Linked DNA regions of Sus scrofa: region 2 is linked to region 1. Evidence: chromatin contacts called from public Hi-C data. All regions are on one chromosome and are shown on one strand. Each heading gives the region's core, a stretch centred on a gene start, on an enhancer-like site or on the middle of the called end of the contact. The rest is flanking DNA. Distances are from core to core; before and after follow the strand shown.

What was found. A called contact is a pair of places that touch in the nucleus more often than the background predicts.
Region 2: a Hi-C map of liver shows a contact between it and region 1, with 5 times the contacts expected there. The contact joins the promoter of LOC102159288 here to the promoter of ZNF792 in region 1. A contact is called at or near these places in 3 of 47 Hi-C or Micro-C datasets (blood, epiblast stem cells and liver).

The regions. Positions count from the first base shown.
Region 1 is chr6:44,533,898-44,538,770 of Sscrofa11.1, forward strand. It overlaps ZNF792 (zinc finger protein 792), which reads right to left and starts at 3,270. Exons shown (of 4, transcript XM_005664471.3): 1 at 2,646-3,270. The coding sequence starts at 2,678.
Region 2 is chr6:44,572,236-44,576,851 of Sscrofa11.1, forward strand. LOC102159288 (basic proline-rich protein-like) reads right to left here and starts at 1,817. Exons shown (of 4, transcript XR_001309060.2): 1 at 1,455-1,817; 2 at 534-860. GRAMD1A (GRAM domain-containing protein 1A) reads left to right here and starts at 1,654. Exons shown (of 23, transcript XM_005664473.3): 1 at 1,654-1,820. The coding sequence starts at 1,813.

The DNA.
Region 1 (4,873 bases), core at 2,020-4,519:
ATTTAACACCTGAAGCCCAAACTCTGTTTAGATACTTCACTAATTGGGTATCCAAAACCTAAGTTTCTTTTTCCAGTCAATCCCTCGCAAAGTTATTGTTTCTTTGTCTAAGTATAAAAGCTGCCTATTTTGGCCAATTTTAGGTCCCACCTCTGTGAGACCCTCATGTGCACTGAAATTTCTTTCTCTTTCTCCTGTTAATGTGTCTTCTGTTAATTTTATTATTAGTCCAGCCGCAAGAACTCAAAAGAGAGGTAGAGAGGGAAGTTTCCCCCTCCCCGACAGCATCCAGAGCATTCCTGGCAAACACAACCACGATCCCACTCTGTCCCACTCTGTCCCAGGTCTTCTACGGCTCCCACTGCAGAGAGCCTGGATGTGAAGGCCTCACCAGCTGGGCCTCTGCCTGGCATCCAGGACCGCATCAGACACCCTTGGCCCTCTTCTCCTGTACTGCACATTGGTCCCCTAATCAATCCCACTCATTCAAAAGCCAACCTCTCTGGTCCTCTTGCCCCCACCCACCAGGGCCTAATGGCTCTTCCCAACTCGCCCCATTTGCCTGAGTTGATTTCCCAGCCTGACTGACCCCCCTAAGGGTCCACAAAGGCCTGATGAGAAAGCAGGTGGCTGAATGAGCACCAGCCCAGGTCTCACTATAAAACTATCTGCATTGGAGCTCCTGTCGTGGCACAGCAGAAACAAATCCGACTAGGAACCATGAGGTTGCAGGTTCAATCCCTGGCCTCACTCAGTAGGTTGAGGATCCAGCATTGCCATGAGCTGTGGTATAGTTTGCAGACGTGGCTCGGCTCTGGTGTTGCTGTGGCTGTGGTGCAGGCCAGCAGCTGCAGCTCTGATTGGACCCCTAGCCTGGGAACCTCCACATGCCATGGGTGCAGATCTAAAAAAAAGACAAAAAACCCCCACAACTATCTGCATACTACAAAGCCTCAGCACCCCTTTCCCATCTATGCCCCCCAGGAAAACGTGACCACCTGCCCACTTTTCCCTACACAGCCCCCCTCCCAACCACCATGAACACGAACTCTCCCTCATATACGTTGTTGTTTTTTTTTTCTTCTTCTTTTTTGGCTGACCCTGAGGCATGCAGAAGTTTCCAAGTCAGGGATGGAACCCAAGCCATAGCAGTGACAACACTGAATCCTTAACCACTAGGCCACGAAGGAACTCCACTCCCTCATCCGTCTTTATGATACCAAACAAGCCAGCCAAAGTCCCCAGGCAAGCAAGGTAGTTCTCAGGCCCCAATTTCCTCCTTCTTCCATTCCCCTAACGTCACCTGAAGTTTCACCCTCCTAGACCGGACACACAGTTACATCCTTGTCCACATACCAGATGCCACATTTTGGATGTTTCCCGTGAACATTAACACAGACCAACTATATGAGAAAAGCAAAAGCTATTTGTTCTGAGTTTGCTATAGAAAGGGAGGCAGCCACTTACGTTCTGGCAGAGACTCAAAGGCAGACAGAGGAGGGGGCAAGCTTTATAAGTGGAAAAAAATGGAAGGCTTCGGGTACGCCCTGCTGGCAAAGGGAAGCTGTGGGCAGGCTAAGCAGAAGCAAGGTGTTCTCTGTGATTGGTGAGGAGCACATATCTGGCTTTCTCTGGTTGGCCTGAGTTGGAAGTAGCAACAAAAATTAGACCAGTCATCAGTTATTAAGTCCTGGTCATTTGGGGCCAATAGTTAGAGCAGTTATTGTTTAACTTCCTGGATTGTCACTAGAGATAGCAATCTGGCTTCCTGCAAGTCTAACTTAGAGCAGGATGGCTTCCTGGGTTGTTTGCTGTAGATAAAGAGGTTGACTTCCTGGGCAGGTTGCTGCAGGTTGTGGTTCAGAGTTCTGTTTTATACATGGTCTGCCTATGGTTCCTGTATAGAGTCGGTGTCCCATGACCTAAACCAAGCCTCCCCAGCACACATAACTGGGTGTCCAGCTCCACTCTGGGGTCTCTGGAACTCAGATCCAAACCTAACTTCCTGCTCCTTCTACACCAACTTCCCCTTCTCACTTGAGGCTTCAGCCATCCTTCCAGCCGCTAAAATCAAAAGCCATGAAATCACCTCTTTTTTTTTCTCTGTCTGCCTCCACATCAGAAAATCTTAAAAAACACACCTGGAATCCAGTCACTTCTTCTAACTCCTGTCACCCACCCCACTCCCATGGACTGCCTCCCTACCTTCACCCTCAACAGTCCATTTTCCACTCTTCATCCACGGGGTGGGGGTGGATCATCTTCCTCCTCTGCTCTCAAACCTTCTATGGCTCCCAACACTCTCAGAACAGAGGCCCAAACCTGCCATTCCAGGGCTGACTTTGGCCCACCTGCTCCCTGAACACTACAGGCATTTGCACGTGCTGGTTCCTGTGCCTAGTAAACGCTTTCCCACCTCATCCCGCTAGAGTTCAGAAATGGGAGCAGCTCCATATATTTATTCCCTGGCCTGGATTGGGGACCCTAGGCTGTGAGTGATTCCCCACCCTACCCCATGCCCAGGGCGCCCTCAAAAGCAGAGGAGAAAGGTGGAAATTCCTTGAGCCACGCCCATCTTTGGTGCCCCAGCGCAGGGCACGTGAGCGTGGGTCCCAGCGGTGAGGGTCCGACGCCCATCCACTCACCTGCGCGGGGTCCATCAGCGCCGCCTCCGCCATCGCAGCCCGTGGACGCAGCGCGGCCCCTAAGAGGCAGGTGACTGAGGCGGGGGTCGCAGGTTCAGCCTACCACTGCCTGGCCTTGCCCTGGGCGAGGTGGGACGTCCGTCTCCCGGGGGTCAAGGGCGCCCCGGGCCCGGGCGCCGCCTCTGGGGCCGCGAAGAGCGCGCGGCCCGGAGGGACCCTGGCGGACACCGCGTCCCAGGGGGTCGCGACTAATTAAAAGGCGCGGGGGAGGCTCCCAGCCTCCCGTCCTTCCTCACCGGGTCCCACAAGCCGCCTGGGAAGCGTCACCCGCCCAGCCCCACCCCCGGCCCTGGGCCCACCTCTCGGGGCGCACCGACCCGCCCAGGGAAATGACTTGCTGGACTGAAACGCAGGAAGTTCCGGCCCCCACCTCCCCGGCCCTAAGAAACGACACTCTCCCGGACTGTCATTGGCCCAGCGCCAGCCGGTGACGCACCGGCACAGCCTCCTGGATCGCGTGTTCTGTCCTGCATCCGGCCAGGCTGGTCGGTTGCGGCGTGGAGGAGGCGGGCTGGGGAGGTGAGAGGACCTTGCAGGTTGTCGTTGTCGCCGGCGGAGCTGCACCGAGTGGTTTTCCTCCTGGGTGGGGAGGGGGGGCTGTCCCCAGACTTCTGGGACTGCCTGGGGCCAAATCCCGCGGGTCCTCAGAGGTCTGTTCACATGACACCCACAGGTGCCTGTGTGGACGCGGGCCAGCCTCCCTACTTCTCAGACTCCTGAGCACCTAGAGTCACATTGAAAAATGAGGACAGTATCTAATGTCGGGATTTTCCTACGTTAAATGTGGCGCTCATTCAGGGCTTCTCCAAGCAGTAACGTCAGCATCACCTGGGAATTTGCTAGAAATGGAAGTTCTCTGGTAATAACCTAAACCTAGACATTCAGAAATCATCCTGGGGGTGGGGCCCAGCCTTCTGTGTGTGAACGAGCCTTCTAGGCGACTCCAGTTTAAGCAAAAGGGACCCTCGTGAACAGCCAGTAAACAAAATAGGAGAATAACACTACCTGGCTCGGATAGGTAGCAGGCCTTGGCATACAGTTCCTGCAAATCTAAGGAATAACTTCAGTGACCCCAGATTCTTGTATCTTCCCATACATAGAAAGGCACTGAAATCTTTAACTTAAGATGTCTGAGGGGGTTCCTGTGGGTTATGAATTCATCCATGAGGATGCAGGTTTGATCCCTGGCCCTGCTCAGTGGGTTAAGGATACACCGTTGCTCCAAGCTGCAGTGTAGGTCGCAGATGCAGCTCAGATCGGACCCCTATGCTGTGGCTGTGGCATAGGCCAGCATCTGCAGCTCTGATTGGACCCCTAGCCTGGGAACCTCCATATGCCACAGGGGTGTGGCCCTAAAAAAGAAAAAAAGAAAAAAAAAGTCTGGGTTTTTTGTTTTTAATTGAATATATATGTGTGTGTATATATACATATACTTTTTTTTTTCTTTTTACAGCTGCACCTGCAATATATGGAAGTTCCCAGGTTAGGGGTCAAATCAGAGTTGCAGCTGCTGGCTTATGGCTCAGCCACAGCAACACCAGATCTGAGCCACCTTAGCAACCTATGCCACAGTTACGGAAATGCTGAATCCTTAACCCACTGATCAAGTCTAGGGACTGAATCTGCAACTTCACAGAGACAACATAGGGTCCTAGACCCACTAAGCCACAATAGGAGCTCCAATATGTCTGGTTTTTTAGCAGTGTGAATGAACAATATTGCCAGCCATATCCGTAAACAAAGGCTGTTGCAGCCCTCAAGCCATCACTTTATAGCCACCCTAACCAAACCATGAGCCCTGAGGGAACTCCAGATGGAGACAGGATGCTGCCATCAAACCCTCAACCACTGCAGCCACCCTCCAATGGTGCACCCTGAGGAGACTCAGGATGAGAAAGCACAGGATACTGGTCCCAGACAGCTGAGGTGCATATCCAAAGGATGATTTCAGTGAGCCAGACTCTTGCGTCTTCCCATATATAGAAAAGCACTAAATTCCTTAACTTGAGGTATACAGTTTCCTTCAATTAACGGTAATCTTTTGGAGTTCCCTGGTGGTGCATTGGGTTAAGGATCCGATGTTGTCACTGCTATGGCTCGGGTTCAATTCCTGGCCCAGGAACCTGCTGCAGGCATGGCCAAACCAAACCAAACCAAAAAAGTGGGAT
Region 2 (4,616 bases), core at 567-3,066, 37 kb after region 1:
AGAAGTTAGAGCAGGGCCTTGACACTAAGAGGAGGACTTTCCTTCTAGCTGGAGGGACATGGAGTCCCAGGAGAGAGCTGGCCAGGAGGGCCCTGACCTGACACCATTTCACGGACTCCCTGGGGCTGTGTGTGGGAAGCAGACTGTAGGAGGCCTGGACTGAAGCAGGGAGACCAGGGAGGAGGCAGTGTGATGGTCCAGGAGGGGATGGAGGCTGGGCCAGGCTGGGGGCGATGGGGGAGGAGGGCTTCCATTCTGCATAGATTTTGTGGGCTCAGCCCACTGGGTTTCTGAGAGACTGGATGTGGGTGTGAGGGAAAGAGAAGGTCAAGAAGAGCTGAAGTTTGGGGCCTGCTGTCCACCAAAAAGGAGAAGCTGGTGGGTTTGGGGGGAAGGGAGGGGGTGTAAGGGTGGGAGAGCTGTGGGAATGGAGGTTTTCCAAGAGGCAGGAACAGCCTGTCTGGAGAGGGGTGGTGAGAAGGCTCCATGCAGGGGCACCTGTGCTCAGGAGCTGTGGGGCAGGACTCACTCACAGGCACAAGGAGTCCAGGACACTGCAGACTCAGGCGGCCACTGCCAGACAGGCGCAGCTCATGGCATCAAAGGAGGGTTGCGTCCATTTGACGTCCAGCAACGTGACCTCAGTGGTGAGTTACTTCCCAGCTTTGAGGCCCGGCTTCCTTTTCTGTAACAGGGCTGCCCCTGACCCCCACTGTCAGGTGGGAGAGCTCTGACCACAGAGTTAGTGGGATTTGCAGGACTTGCCCGACGTCACAGCACAGATAAGGGCCAGGAAGGCTGGATTTTAACTTAGGCTGGGCCCAAGAGGGGGTCCCCAGAGATCGAGGCGCTGGGCCTCCCTGAGAGGACAGCAGGGCCTCAGAGATGAGGAGAGGGAGGCGTCTTAGGGTCCCGCCCACTTCCCGCCAGCTGCGGTTCCCCAGGTACCCACAGCCCCAACACCTCCGTTTCCCCAATCTCCATCCCACCCCCAGCTCCGCCCCACCTCTCAGGTTCCCCCCGGGGTGGGGGGTGGGGATGCCGAGAGCGCCCAGCCAGTCTCAACAGGGGCCAGAGGACCCTTTTCCGGGTACCAGGGGAGCGGGAAGGGCCTGGGCGGACAGCTAGCTGCCATGGCGATGTTTTGTTTTAATTAAGTCTGTGTTGTCCTCTTTCTGCGCCCCCGCCTTGTGCCCCTCCGCCCCGGGTCCATTTCTCATCTCTCTCCTTAGATCCGCTGTCTCTCTTTTTCTCTTCCTCTCTCTTGTTCTCTCCGGGTCTCTGGCATCCCAGCCTCCCCTCTCAATGTGTGTCTCTTCCTGCCCCAGCGCCCGGTCCCTCCATCTCTGATCCTCCTCCTGCCTCCCTCTCCCTGGGGGCCTCGCTCTGTCCCTGCCGTCCCTCCGTCGCCTCGGCCACCTCTCCAACCCCGGCTGTGTCCCTCTGGCTCTCACCTCCTGCTCTCCCGCCTCCCTTCGGTCCCTTCCTCCCTCCCGGTACCGGACTCTCCGGCTAGGCCCCGCCGCCCCTCCCCGCCTCGGCCGGTCCCTCCCCTCCCTCCCGCGGGCGGGCGGGGGGCGGCGCGGTGACGCGACGGGGCGGGGAGGAAGGGGGAGCTGACGCTGCGGCGGCCTCCGGCGGCCCCGGTCTTTTGTGCGGGGCTGCGGGCGGCGGGTCGCGGGTCGCGGGTCGGGTGGGGGCGGCGGCCGACCAGGGCGAGGCGCCTGCCCCGCGGGGACGCCCAGCGCAGCCCAGTCCCGCTCCGCCGGGCCCGGCCCTGCCCTGCGGCTGGGCGCCCGCCGCGCCGCATCCATGTTCGAGTAAGGACCGCCGGGGGGGGGGGAGGTGCGGGGGCTGGGCGGGGTGGGGGGGCCGCAGCCGATGTCCGGGAGTTGTGCACCGCTGCCGGCCGTGGGGAGGGAGGCTTAGGGGGTGGGCAGGGGTGTGCTCGGGGGCCGGCCGCTGACCGCTGGGAGGCCGGCACGTCACTGCCCGGGCGCGATGCGCCGGCTGGCGGGGCTGGGACCGGGGATCCAAGTCTCTTCCTGCCGGGAGTGCGGCCTGCGGGAAGCGCCCCCAGCCCTGCTTCGTCCCTGCCTGGGAGGCGAGAGGTGGGCGCGAGGCCGACCGGTCGTCGGGCCTGCGGTGGAGGCAGGGCAGAGACAAGTCCCCGCCGGCCCCGGCTTCCAGGCTCCGGAGGCCGGGCAGGCCCAGGGGCAGCCTCTCTGGGTCTGGGCCCCCTCCGGCCATCCTTGTCTGTCGCGAGTCTCGGAGCTGCTGGGGAGGGGCCTTCTGCGTGGCCACAGACCTGGTGCCTGAGATTCTCTGGGGTCGTGGGTAGGGAATTGACCTACTTGTCTGGGCCCAGAGTGTTTTCAGTTGTAGGTGTCTTGGAAGTGTGGATGCCATCTGAGGTCCTAGCGAGCAGGCAGCTGTGATCCTCTTTAGCTCTGTGTGTGATTTAGTTCCAATTCCATTGTGGCTCCATGTGTTCCTGTAAGCTCCCTGTGTGTGTCTGATTGTGACTATGGTGTGTGTCTGGGGCTCCGCGTGGCTGTGACCTGTGGTTGTATGTCCGTGTGCAGTGTAGCTCATCTGGTCAGACCTATGCGTGTCTGATTGTGACTTTGGAATGTGTGAACATATGTCTAAGTCTCCTAGTGTGAGGATGGTTGTGATCCTTCTTGGCCGTGTGTGCATGTGTGAATGTGTGAATTTATCTCAGATTCCATCTGTGGTTCCACGTGTCACTCACTGTAAGTTGCCTGTGTGTTCAGTTGTGACTTTATAGTGTATGTGTGCATACGTGTCTGGGGCTGCGTTTGCTGCTGTGACCCTCTGCTCTGTGTGTGCCTGTAATTTACCTCTGCATCTATTAGCTCTGTGTGCAAACCCAAGTCACTTGTGTGTGTCTTTGTGCATCCAGGACTTGGTGGGTATGATTGAAACCCCTGGGGCTGTGCCTATAATCTGCTTCTGATTCTATCTTTGTGTGAATGTTCCTGTCTGTGTCCCTTTGTGACATTGTTGAGTGTGCCTGGGCTTCCATGTGAGCAGCTGGTACCCTCTGGGGCTTTGTGTGTGTGCAAAGTAAGAGAGAGAGAGACCCCTTGTGGCTCTTAGTGGGCTTGGGACCCTCCCTGCTGAGACCTTGGGTGTACCCTTGACTCTTTGGAGCAATAATAAGTGACATTGCTCCCGTGTTATGGTTTATAAAGCATGTTCCGCACGTGATTTCAATACCTGGTCCTTGCATTGTTGAGGTGTGTCCACAGCCTCCTGGAGCTGCATTATTCCTGAGTCCTTCATGACTGAGTATCAGGGCGACAGAAGCTGATATGTCCACCCCTCGCCACGGAAGGGCAGGCCTTTGCTCCTCTTCCCCCCCCCCGTATGGGGGAACACCATGAGAGCTGAGCTGACCCTAGACTTAATTTCCCTGGCTTGTGCACAGGTTAGCCGGGGTCCTCTGTCCTTTTCTTTCCCTGCGTGGCTCTCTCGGTGACTCTAGGAATGTCACGTGCCTTCAGTTGTCTGCGACTTTCTTGTGTCTGTATGTGTGAATGTAACTTACCTGGGACTTTCCCTGGATTTCTGTTCCCGGGATCCTTTGCAGCTGCGCGCGCACGCGTGCGCGTGTTTGTGTGTGTGTGTGTGTGTGTGACTTCTGGGACTTTGTGGGTGGCTGTAGCACACTTGTAGCCCTGCAGGTGTGTGTGGGTAATTGTGCTTGGATGCTGTGGCTTTGTGTGTGCCTTTAATATACCTGTGATGCTGCTGGGGGGTGGGGGAGACTTAAAACTGTAGGGAACGGTCGTTTGCCTGTGACATGGGCTGTGTGTGACCCCTGTTGAAGTTTCCTTTTGTGCACACCTGTGTGTGCCTCTGTCCCTTTCTGGCCAGAGGGAGCTCTCAGCCTGTCTAGGCCCAGGAAGCCGGAGGTGAGGTGTGCGCAGTGGCAAAACCGCTTTCCCTTCCAAGTCCCTGCCCCCATAACGGTCCTCCAGCTATGTCACCGTGTGGGGCTGGGCTCCTCCCTTTCCTCTACCGCGGCCTGCCTAGTTGGGCAGCCTCGGGGCTGTCAGGCTTGAACACTTCCTCTTTGTCCTGCCAAGGAGCAAGATCCAGGGGCGCAGGCCGTGCCCTGTGTGTGTCACACTTGTCCTCAGGCACCCTTCCCTAGATCTGTGGCCGCAGGGACAGGAAGACGAGGCAGGGGAGGACTGACCCTCTTTCAGGACCCTTCCTGAGCTCACCAGGACCCTCAGGGTGAAGCCTAAGCTCCTGCCTGGGGCCCACAGGGCGGGGCTGTGCCCGCCTCTCCTCCTTCTCCAGCCCCACTGGCCGCCTGGCTCCTTCTCAGAGCTGCCAAGCTCAGTCCTGTCCTGGACGCACTGTTCTTACCCCTAAAACAGCCTTCCCTGGCCCTCCGCCAGATCTGCGCCTTGTTCTCCGGGCTCAGTGCAAGTGCGCCCCACGCACCACCCCACCCCCACCCACTCAGCCCTCCTTTATCTCTGAGGTCCTCAGCCTGGAACATGCAGTAGACACTCCCGGGCCCCTCCCCGACTTCCCGATCGGAGAGAGGGCTGCTCTGAGTCCCAGACTGCCTTTCT